3 separate regions of the Macaca mulatta genome follow, and all the other regions are linked to region 1. A link is a contact called in public Hi-C data. All regions are on one chromosome and are shown on one strand. Each heading gives the region's core, a stretch centred on a gene start, on an enhancer-like site or on the middle of the called end of the contact. The rest is flanking DNA. Distances are from core to core; before and after follow the strand shown.

Evidence for each region. A called contact is a pair of places that touch in the nucleus more often than the background predicts.
Region 2: a contact with region 1 is called in a Hi-C map of fetal cortical plate, with 4 times the contacts expected there. The contact joins the enhancer-like site here to the promoter of DDX50 in region 1. A contact is called at or near these places in 2 of 14 Hi-C or Micro-C datasets (fetal cortex germinal zone and fetal cortical plate).
Region 3: a contact with region 1 is called in a Hi-C map of fetal cortical plate, with 2.9 times the contacts expected there. The contact joins the promoter of RUFY2 here to the promoter of DDX50 in region 1. A contact is called at or near these places in 2 of 14 Hi-C or Micro-C datasets (fetal cortex germinal zone and fetal cortical plate).

The regions. Positions count from the first base shown.
Region 1 is chr9:80,739,511-80,742,730 of T2T-MMU8v2.0, reverse strand. It overlaps DDX50 (DExD-box helicase 50), which reads left to right and starts at 1,466. Exons shown (of 15, transcript NM_001258182.1): 1 at 1,466-1,658. The coding sequence starts at 1,572.
Region 2 is chr9:81,550,944-81,554,163 of T2T-MMU8v2.0, reverse strand. It overlaps MYPN (myopalladin), which reads left to right. Exons shown (of 20, transcript XM_015147514.3): 20 at 1-477. Among named protein-coding and RNA genes, the nearest start is that of ATOH7, 19 kb to the right of the region's middle. Within about 2 kb of position 1,468, at least 1 of the 40 cell types and tissues checked has an H3K27ac peak or open chromatin away from gene starts, as enhancers often do. A contact at or near this core is called in fetal cortical plate, where this site is marked.
Region 3 is chr9:81,360,035-81,363,254 of T2T-MMU8v2.0, reverse strand. RUFY2 (RUN and FYVE domain containing 2) reads right to left here and starts at 1,441. Exons shown (of 17, transcript XM_077946693.1): 1 at 1,347-1,441. The coding sequence starts at 1,350.

The DNA of each region.
Region 1 (3,220 bases), core at 217-2,716:
GGATTGAGGGATTAGGATAAAAGGATGTAGAAACCCGCAGATCTAGAGATGCATAGCTATTCTAATAACCTAGGAAGACAGGTGCCTTTCTGCGTCATCAATTACTGAACACTCCTTGTGTTTGTAAGTACTGAATCCATAAAGTTACATGCAAACGTATAGCCCTTGCCTTCAGGCCAAGCCGTAGTTATGCAGAAGGCTTGAAAAAATCACAGATTTAACATTTCTGGTTCCAGCTGTTCAGGACCAATTCCCAAACTCCACAACACCTAACAATTTGTAATTTTGCTAGGACACAGTTTGATGCTTAGGTTTTAAGGCGGTGTGCTAGACGTTATCAAGAGGTTTATGAGTAGCCCTGTGTCTCCATTGGGTTGAGTAGCTGGGTTGAAAGGATCATGAAGAGATGAAGAAATGACTGTGAAAAGGCAACTAGCTAGCTTCGGTGATAGTAAGCAAAGGTATACAAACACACTAAGGAAGTTACCATTTGTATTGTCAAAGGTTTCAGTTTTGTGTAAGGTTGTGATTCACGGGCAGTTAATCCCCATCGCTAAAATTAAATCATTTTTTACTGCAAATAGATACTCTGTGGAAGACATTTTGGCTCTTTCGGCTAGCAGAAAATGTGAGGCTTCTTCGGGTTTTTCCTGTAGTTTCATGGGAGCATCTTCCCCAAAACACTGCAAAACAAAGTTTTCAGGTTGATGTGGCAGAGAAAGCACTGATCTCGGCTTCAGGAGCTGAAGTCCCTGGTCCTGACTGTGCCACTAACAGGCTGTGGGACTTCAGACAAATACATTCCTATCTCGGGTTTCTTCTTAGGTCAAATGGACAGCGTGAGAAGGATCACAATGAACCAGTGACCAACTTCACGATTAAAACCTAAGACTTCAGGGACAGACATCTGTCCGTTCCCGGCTATACCTCCGACCCATCTGGCCCACCGCAAACTGCGCAAACCCAGTCTCCACCGTCGCCAGGCCCGTGGCCTCGCGCTAAGCCGTTGGTCGTTAACATCTCCCCCGCAATGGGCGGGGCGGAGGGCTTCAGCTTCCGGCGGCAAATAGCGAGGCGGCGCGTGGCGGTGCCCACTGGCCTCAGCGCAGACCTGCCCACGCACCCGCCCACCGCGCGCCGGACAGTGTCTACCCACGTCGAAGGGCTTCCCAGCCCCAGCAGTGAACACTGGGAAGCCCCCAAAAAACTCTGCGGGGCCGTGGAGACCAGTTCGGAGTGGGGGAGGGGAAGATAAACCGAATTATTTATGCTAACCTGTGCGTGCTTTCCTTATGGAGATTGGCCAGGGCTTTACTCTAGTAGCCAATCACTTCACAATAAGGGTGGGCCAGTTGAGATCTCTCACACTCATTGGTTCAGAAGTTGCGGCGCAATGGAAGGACTTAAACTGAGAGTATCCGGGATTATTTTTCCCCGCCGCGCGGTGCGTGTCCCGGAAGTGACGCACGGCCAAGGCCGGGCGGCCGCCCTGCCCCCGCTTCCTTTCACGCTGTCGCTGCCCGTAGGTGGTAGTGGCCACTGTGCCCCGAGGGAGGCGGCGGTGGCCAGTAATGCCTGGGAAACTCCTGTGGGGGGACATTATGGAGCTGGAAGCACCCTTGGAGGAGTCCGAGAGCCAGAAGAAGGAGAGGCAAAAGGTGCGCTGAGCATGGGCCGCGCCTCCTTTTGGGCTGCGCCGGCTTGGGCGGGGAGGGGAACTGTCTGTCCCTGATGATGGCCTGTCAGAACCGGGCCGGAGCATCTGAGGGCCTCTCTTCGCGCCGCCCTCGGCCCTCTGAGGTCGCTCAGGGACCATTTCCACCTCCATACTCCCGACCTGGATAAAGATGGCCCTGGGCTTTGGGCCTCCCCCCCGCGTGGCCCCTCAGCCGTTCCCGTTGGCGCCTGAATCTCAGAGATGGGCAGACTCAAGCTCGCATCACCGTGGAATCTGTTCTTTCTCTCCATAAGCAGTGACGCCTGTCATTTCGTTCTTATTGGCCCTCTTAGAAGATAATTAAGAAAAAATGATTGCTTTGAATATGTGTTGCTTCTGTCACTCTGTCCCCTGTGCAAGAATCCTGGGGAAAGCGATCTTAGGTTTACAAACCTCCGTAACTATAGAGGCTTAAGGAAAAGTGTGACGGTGAGCCTTGCCAGGATTTGTCAGTGATGGAGATCGTGTGGGTTGCATTATTAATAGCTTTTACGGTCAGTATTTTCATTCAATCCGCAGGTGTTTATTGAACCTAATTTGTACCATACTCTTTGCTGAGCATCAAGGAGGTTAAACTAAATAAGTAAAGAAATAGTCCCTGCTCTCAAGGAGCCTGTAGAGGAGTTGTAGTCTTTCCTCCTCCCACCCCCATGGCCTCCAAAAAAAAAAAAAATAGGAAAAGGAAAAAACATCCTGAAACACTCAGAGGATCACAAGGTGCTGAAAAATGCCCAGGTAAAATTATTACTGGAGACACTTGACCTGGAAAAAAGAAATCAGCTGAAGAGGCTAAGGTGGCAGTATTCGGAGGCTGACATTCAACCAAAGAATGAGACTTACTTGTATAGCCTTAGAAAGCAGAATCTACCTCTCTGACCTTATCACTAAGGTAAACTTGCCATTCCAGCTAACACTTTTCTTTATTGTGCTAAAATATACGTAACATTTATCATTTTAACCATTTTTAGGTATATAGCTCTGTGACATTAAGTATATTTACATCGTTTTGCAGCTGTCACCGCCATCCATCTCCAGAACTTTTCATTGTCCCAGACTGAAACTCTGTGCCCATTAAACACTCACTTCTCATTCCTCTCTCCTTCCACTCCCGGCAACCACCATTCTACTTTCGCTCTGTGAATTTGACTACTGAAGGTACCTAGAGTGTAAGCAGAAAACGAAGCAGGTATTTTTAAAAAGGCTTCTTTTGAAATTCTTATGTTTTGCATCCAAATCCTGTCCACCCGTCAAGGCCTAGTTTATGTCTTTCCTAAAAACCCTAGTTTACAGTTACCTAGTTTCAGTGGCTATCTTTATCATTTGATTGATATTTATTATGCATTTCTATGTAAAATTAGTTCATTTTTCCTATATTATGCCACATATTTCCGAAAAGTTCTTGAGGAAAATGACCAAATCGTTTTCCATCCTTATGTTTCACTATATTGTTGTAAATTGGTGGCTTTCACATTGTAAATTCTCCAGAAATACGTGTTGACAGCC
Region 2 (3,220 bases), core at 219-2,718, 810 kb before region 1:
GAAAAGTTGGGGGAAAGGGGAATATGCATCTTTATTCTAATCACCAATTCAAACCCTGCCTCTTAAGGAATTTTTAGACTTGAGTTCACTGTGATATCCCTAGTGCCTAGAAGAGTACCTAGCACAAAGTAGACATTCAATAAATATTTGCTGGATGAATGAATCTTCTATTATTATGTCTATTATAAGATAGCCTAATCTTATATTCTGCAGGAATATACCACCCACACACCAGTCCAAACACTGCCCTGGGAACGCTCATGATAGCACAGTTTGCTCTAGGCTGTCCAGGGAAATGAATTGCAGGTGTCTGTTACCAATTCCCTGTGCTCGAATCTCTGATGCTGTCTGTGCCAAGCACCCCCAGCTGGCATTGTATTTGTGTGAACAGATAGTAACTGCTTAGAAAGGCTTGAAACTTTCTTCACTTCAAGGCAAGGATTTCCAGCATAAAAATAAATTCATTCACTCGAGAAATCATTTGTATGTCTACTCTGTATGAGATGCTGTGCTAGATACTGAGGCAGATATAAAGATATGAATAAGTCACAGTCCCTGCCCTCAGAGAGCTCACAACCTACTAGAGAAGGTAATATTTGAGGCATGCAGAATGCTGTCTCTTGAAGCAAAGTGGAAGTTTCTAGTGCTCTTCATTCTATTTTTTCATAACTTTAAAAGTCTTTTCAATCTTTATTTCTTAATAAAACAAAATGCCATAGGTTACATCCCCAAGCAATAACTATTTCAATTATTCAGCAGGATTATTAGATTCTGTTTTTTAATGCATTCAGTAACAGTAATGCAATATAGGCACCCGTAATGGAATAGAATGCATTTCATATGGAATCCAGTAAAATATTGTTTCCATATTGACTTCTATTATGAGATCTCTTATAAGCAAAGAGTACTTTTTTCTTTCTTTCTTTCTTTTTTTTTTTAATGGAGTCTTGCTGTCACCTAGGCTTCAGTGCAATGCCACGATCTTGGCTTACTGCAACCTCCGCCTCCCAGGTTCCAGCGATTCTCCTGCCTCAGCCTCCCAAGTAGCTGGGATTACAGGCACGCAACACCACGCCCGGCTAATTTTTGTATTTTTTGTAGAGATGGGGTTTCGCTGTGTTGGCCAGGCTGGTCTCGAACTCCTGACCTCAAGTGATCCACCCACCTCAGCCTCCCAAAGTGCTGGGATTACAGGCGTAAGCCACCGTGTCCAGCTTAAAGAGCACTTTCTAACTCCAGGACTGCTTCTAGATTGTACACAAGACCTCCCCATCACACCTACTTCTGTAAACCCTAGATGGTTCTCCCATGAAAGGATGTTCTTCATCTCTGTGTCTTAGCTTTCTGAATTTTTTCTCTTGCCTTTAGTGTTCAACAGAGAACTAGGATAAATATTACATTTGGCCACTAGATGACACTGTCTCACTCCCAAATATTAACAGGCCTAACAATTCCTGAAATTTGAGCTATTAGATTATATTAAAGCAGGGTTTCCCAACCTCAAGGGTACTGACACTTTGGACTGGATAATTCTTTGTTATGGCGGACTGTCCTGTGCATTGTGGAATGTTTAGCAGCATCCCTGGCCTCTACCCACTAGTTGTTCTTCCCCAAGTTGTGGCAGCCCAAAATGTCTCCAGACATGGCCATATGTTCCCTAAAAGGCAGAATACCCCTTTGTTGAGAATCACTGTGTCAAACAAATCAGGGCCCTGCTTTAAGAATTCCACTAGAATTCAACCCAGCACGATGACTCATGCCTGTAATTCCGGCACTTTGGGAGGCCCAGGCAGGAGGATCGCTTGAGCCCAAGAGTTCGAGGCCAGCCTAAGCAAATAGCAAGACTCTATCTCTACAAAATATTAACTTTAAAAAAAGAATCCAATTAGAATTCAATTGCAATGAGGAATATTTGAATAAAAATTTTAGTTCCATTGGATGTTTGTTTTCAACATATCCAAAATCAGATTCATCTTCCCTTTATAAATCATTCCTTAATCAGTTTAATGATTTCTGTTAATGGCACCATCAACGTTCTTCATAATTCTAATAAGAAACATCCAAGTCAGTTTTTGCTTCCTCTACCCTATCAATGGACAAGTCCTGCTAATTCTACTTCTATCATTCTTCTTATAGTCAGGAGTTTCTTCCTTTCCCCTGCAGTGCTCCAGTTCAGACTTCCATTACTTCCTTCACTTGCACTCAGTAATAGTCTTGTTTTTTGTTTGTTTGTTTGTTTGTTTGTTTTTGAGATGGAGTCTTGCTCTGGAGTCACCCAGCCTGGAGTGCAGTGGTACAGTCTTGGCTCACTGCAACCTCTGCCTCCCGGGTTCAAGCAATTCTCCTGCCTCAACCTCCCAAGTAGCTGGGAATACAGACGTGAGCCATCACACACAACTAATTTTTGTATTTTTAGTAGAGACGGGGTTTCACCATATTGGCCAAGCTGGTCTTGAACTCCTGACCTCAAGTGATATGCCTGCCTTGGCCTCCCAAAGTGCTGGGATTACAGGCATGAGCCACCAGGTCCGGCCACTTGACCTCAATACTTCTGACTTCAGCCATAACGTACTCCTTCTGGTCTTCCTGCCTCTAGTCCTGCTGTTTCTCCCTACTCAGTAACTGCTCCAGTTATATTAATATTATTTCAAGTGTTCAAACCCCTAATGGCTACCTGGAGCCAACTCAGGTACCAGCTGACCTGCCCTGTGCTACCCTAATATGATCCCAAAGCTTTTCATCCATTACTCAGAAAACGTACCCAACACAGCAGCAAACCACACACAAGACCCCGCTTTCCAGCCACATGCCTTTCTTCTGCTTCTGCCTGGAAGGTTCTCCTCAGTCTCCACCTACGGAAGCCTTATCAGTTCCTTCAAGTCCATCTCAAATGCCATTACCTCTGATATATTTTAGGATCTCCTAAAATAGAACCAAATACATCTCCAACCAAATAGAATTCTACTTTCTTTGAAGACTTATACAAAATTCCTTGAGTCTGGAGGAAGAAAAGATTACTTTCTACAGTGTTTTTTTGTTTGTTTGTTTTTGAGACAGAGTCTCACCCTGTCGCCCAGGCTGGGGTGCAGGGGTGTGATCTCACTCATTGCAACCTCTGCCTCCTAGGGTTCAAGCAATTCTCATGCCTCAGCCTCCCGAGATAGCTGGGATTGCAGGCACCCCCCACCATGCCTGGCTAATTTTTGTAATTTTAGTAGAG
Region 3 (3,220 bases), core at 192-2,691, 620 kb before region 1:
TTGAGAAAGGCCACAGCGCCAGTCTGAATACCAAGTTAATAGATGTATATTCCAAAAGGCCTGATTTTTAATTGATATTTTGAAGACACAGTATCATCAAGCAAGATGTTTTCAATTCACAAAACTATTGTCCTCCTTCCCACAAATTTTATTCTGTTTACTTAGAAATTCAGACGCTTCCCCATCATCTCGTCACTGTTGTGACTGGTGGAAATACCCTCAACAAACACAGATGACAAAACTAAGGTGTGGAAAAACAAAGCACTTAATATAACACTTCATAATCTCTGACAAATGTACAAGTCATCAATGTGTCCGTTTTTCCTTCACTGAACAACAACAACAACAAAACCTAGAGTCTCCAAAGATCTAGTATTCTAGCTCTGATTTCTAGATAGCTAGGCATGAAGACTGACACTGAATCCTAAGCAACCTAAAATGCAAACAGCCACAACTGCTGTGGCCAAACTGCCTGGTGGAAAAATGTCCACACACGACATTCCTTTAAATCTGCATCGTGGTCTGACTCCCACTACTTTTCAGGAGTGAAACCACTTGATGTTTCATAATCCGTGGCAACTCTCATTTTTAACACAGCCCATCATAATTCCTAACGTGCGATGCCACAACCACACAAAGGGTGTTTTGCAGCTGCTGGGAGGCAGATCGGTGCTGGGCACTGGCAGTTCCCACGCCGAGGGGCGCTCACACCGCGGCCACGCCCCGGCTGCGCTCCAGGACTCCTCCGGCTGGGACGTGACCCCCAAACCCGGCCGCAGGCGCGCGAGGACTCCCAGGGCCAGTGCCCGCACCTTGCCAGGACCAACCCCTTCCCTGCTTCTCTTCCTGCCCCTTCCCCCCAGCAAGGCTGCCCAGAGGCCTGGGGCCCCCCAGGACCATCGCGGCGGGCTCACCCAGGCTCCTGCGCGTCAGCACTCCCCGTCTCCCGCCCTCGGCGTCAGGCACCCAGGCCAAAACCTGAGATGCGTCTTCCCTCCGCCACCCCCAAACCTGAAAAGTCATCGCCCCTCCCCGACTGCTCCCCGACTCCGGAGTGACACCCTGCCCGGCCCAGTCCTCGCTCCTGGACGCCGTGGCACCTCGAGCCCTCGGCCACTATGCCTCAGAACCTGGGCGGGAACGGGCCGGAACAAGGGAGGGGGCACGTTGCCATGACGACCCCGGGAGCCCCCGAGTCCCAGGCAGTCCCCGCCCATCCCGGGTTCGGGCCCCAGTTCCGACTGCCGGCCTCGGCGTCTCCCACAGCTCACGGTCCACCCCGCCTGGCCGGAGCCCTCGGCCCGGGACTGAGGGCCGAGGGTTCGGTCTCGGCCCGCTCGCCTTACCCATGGCGGCAGCGGCGGCTGTGCGATCTCGGGCTGGGGCTTCCTTGGCCTGGCCAGCAGCTCCCTCCAGGCGCTCGGCGGCCACCACCGCATCTGCAGCCAGGCCCGCTGCGGCCCACAGCGCCCCCGGCGGCGGGAGGGCGCCCGGGCGGCCCCAGGGGGAGCGGCGCCCCAGGTCGGGCGGGGACCCGCGGAGCCTCTGGCGGGCGGGAGAGCAAGCCCCCTGTCTCTAAGCCTCCTCGCATCCGCTGGGACCGCAAGAAGGAAAGGAACGTGATGGAAACCACGGGTGTGAGGAGCCAGAGTGCTGGGCCCTCGGTCCCGTGCCCCGGGGGCTTCGCCGGAGCGCGAAGGCCGGATTTCAAGGGGCGGCCGGCCACACGCAAACGTTGCTTCCACCGGGCTGGCGGGGCCTGATCTAATAACACGCCTGACTACTGCCCCTTCACCTTCACAAACACAAAGGGGACCAAAAGAATTTAGAAAATCTGAAGCAATTAACAGCAGGCAGAAACCTACTAAAACTAGTTAGCCCCAAATTACGACTTTTTTTGTTTTTTGGGTTTTTTTTTTTTTTTTGAGATGGAGTCTCGCTCTGTCACCAGGTTGGAGTGCAGTGGCGCGATCTCAGCTCACTGCAACCTCTGCCTCCCGGGTTCAAGGGATTCTTCTGCCTTAGCCTCCCGAGTAGCTGGGATGACAGGCGAGCGCCACCCCGCCCAGCTAATGTTTGTATTTTTAATAAAGACGGGGTTTCACCATGTTGCCCAGAATGGTCTTGATCTTTTGACCTGGGGATCTGCCCATCTCGGCCTCCCAAAGTGCTAGGATTACAGGCCCGAGCCACAGAGCCCGTCCTAAAGCAAGTTGATAAAACTCATTACAAAAAGCTAAAGTGAAAAAAGAAAGAAAACAATTCAAAAATATTTCATTATGTGCTACAGCAATATCCACACAAGCACTAAAATTCAGACTTCGGCTGGGTGCGGTGGCTTATGCCTGTAATCCCAGTACTTTGAGAGGCTAAGTTGGATAGATCACGAAGTCAGGAGTTCGAAACCAGCCTGACCAACATGGTGAAACTCCGTCTCTACTAAAAATACAAAATTTAGGCAGACCTGGTGGCACGCGCCTGTAGTCCCAGCTACTCGGGAGGCCAAGGCGGGCGGATCACCCGGTCAGAAGTTCGAGACCAGTCTGGCTAACATGGTGAAACCTGATCTCTACTAAAAACACAAAAATTAGCTGGGCGTGGTGGCGCATGCCTGTAATACCAAGATTACGTCAGAGAAAAAAAAAAAAAAAGTCAGACTTCATCCCTGGATCCATCTCGGTTCACATTTCCCAGGATTATGAGCCTTAGTCACCTTAAGGGCCAGTAGTGACTCAAGTAGAATTAGATAGGCATATCCTATTAGCTACAAGAGATTTTTCTTTTTTTTTTTTTTTTTGAGACAGGGTCTCTGTCACTCATGCTGGAGTAGTGGCAAGATCTCAGCTCACTGCAACTTCCACCTCCCAGGCTCAAGTGATCCTCCCACCTCAGCCTCCCTAGTAGCTGGGACCACAGACGCTCATCACCACACCCAGCTAATTTTTTGTATTTTTGTGCTTTTTATTAAAAAAAAAAGTTATATATATATACATCTTATGATCCCAGTTTTAGTTTACCAATAAATACAGCAATATGAATATATACCTATATACGTATATATATAGTTAGAAAAATAAATGCATAGGTAAGAGACTGAGTAAAGTACTTGAAAATGTTAATAGTTACAATGTGTGGGTGGGGGCATTGTGATTACTTTTTTCCCTAAACTATTGTGTGTGTGTGTGTGTGTGTGTGTGTGTGTGTGTGTGTGTGTGTGTTT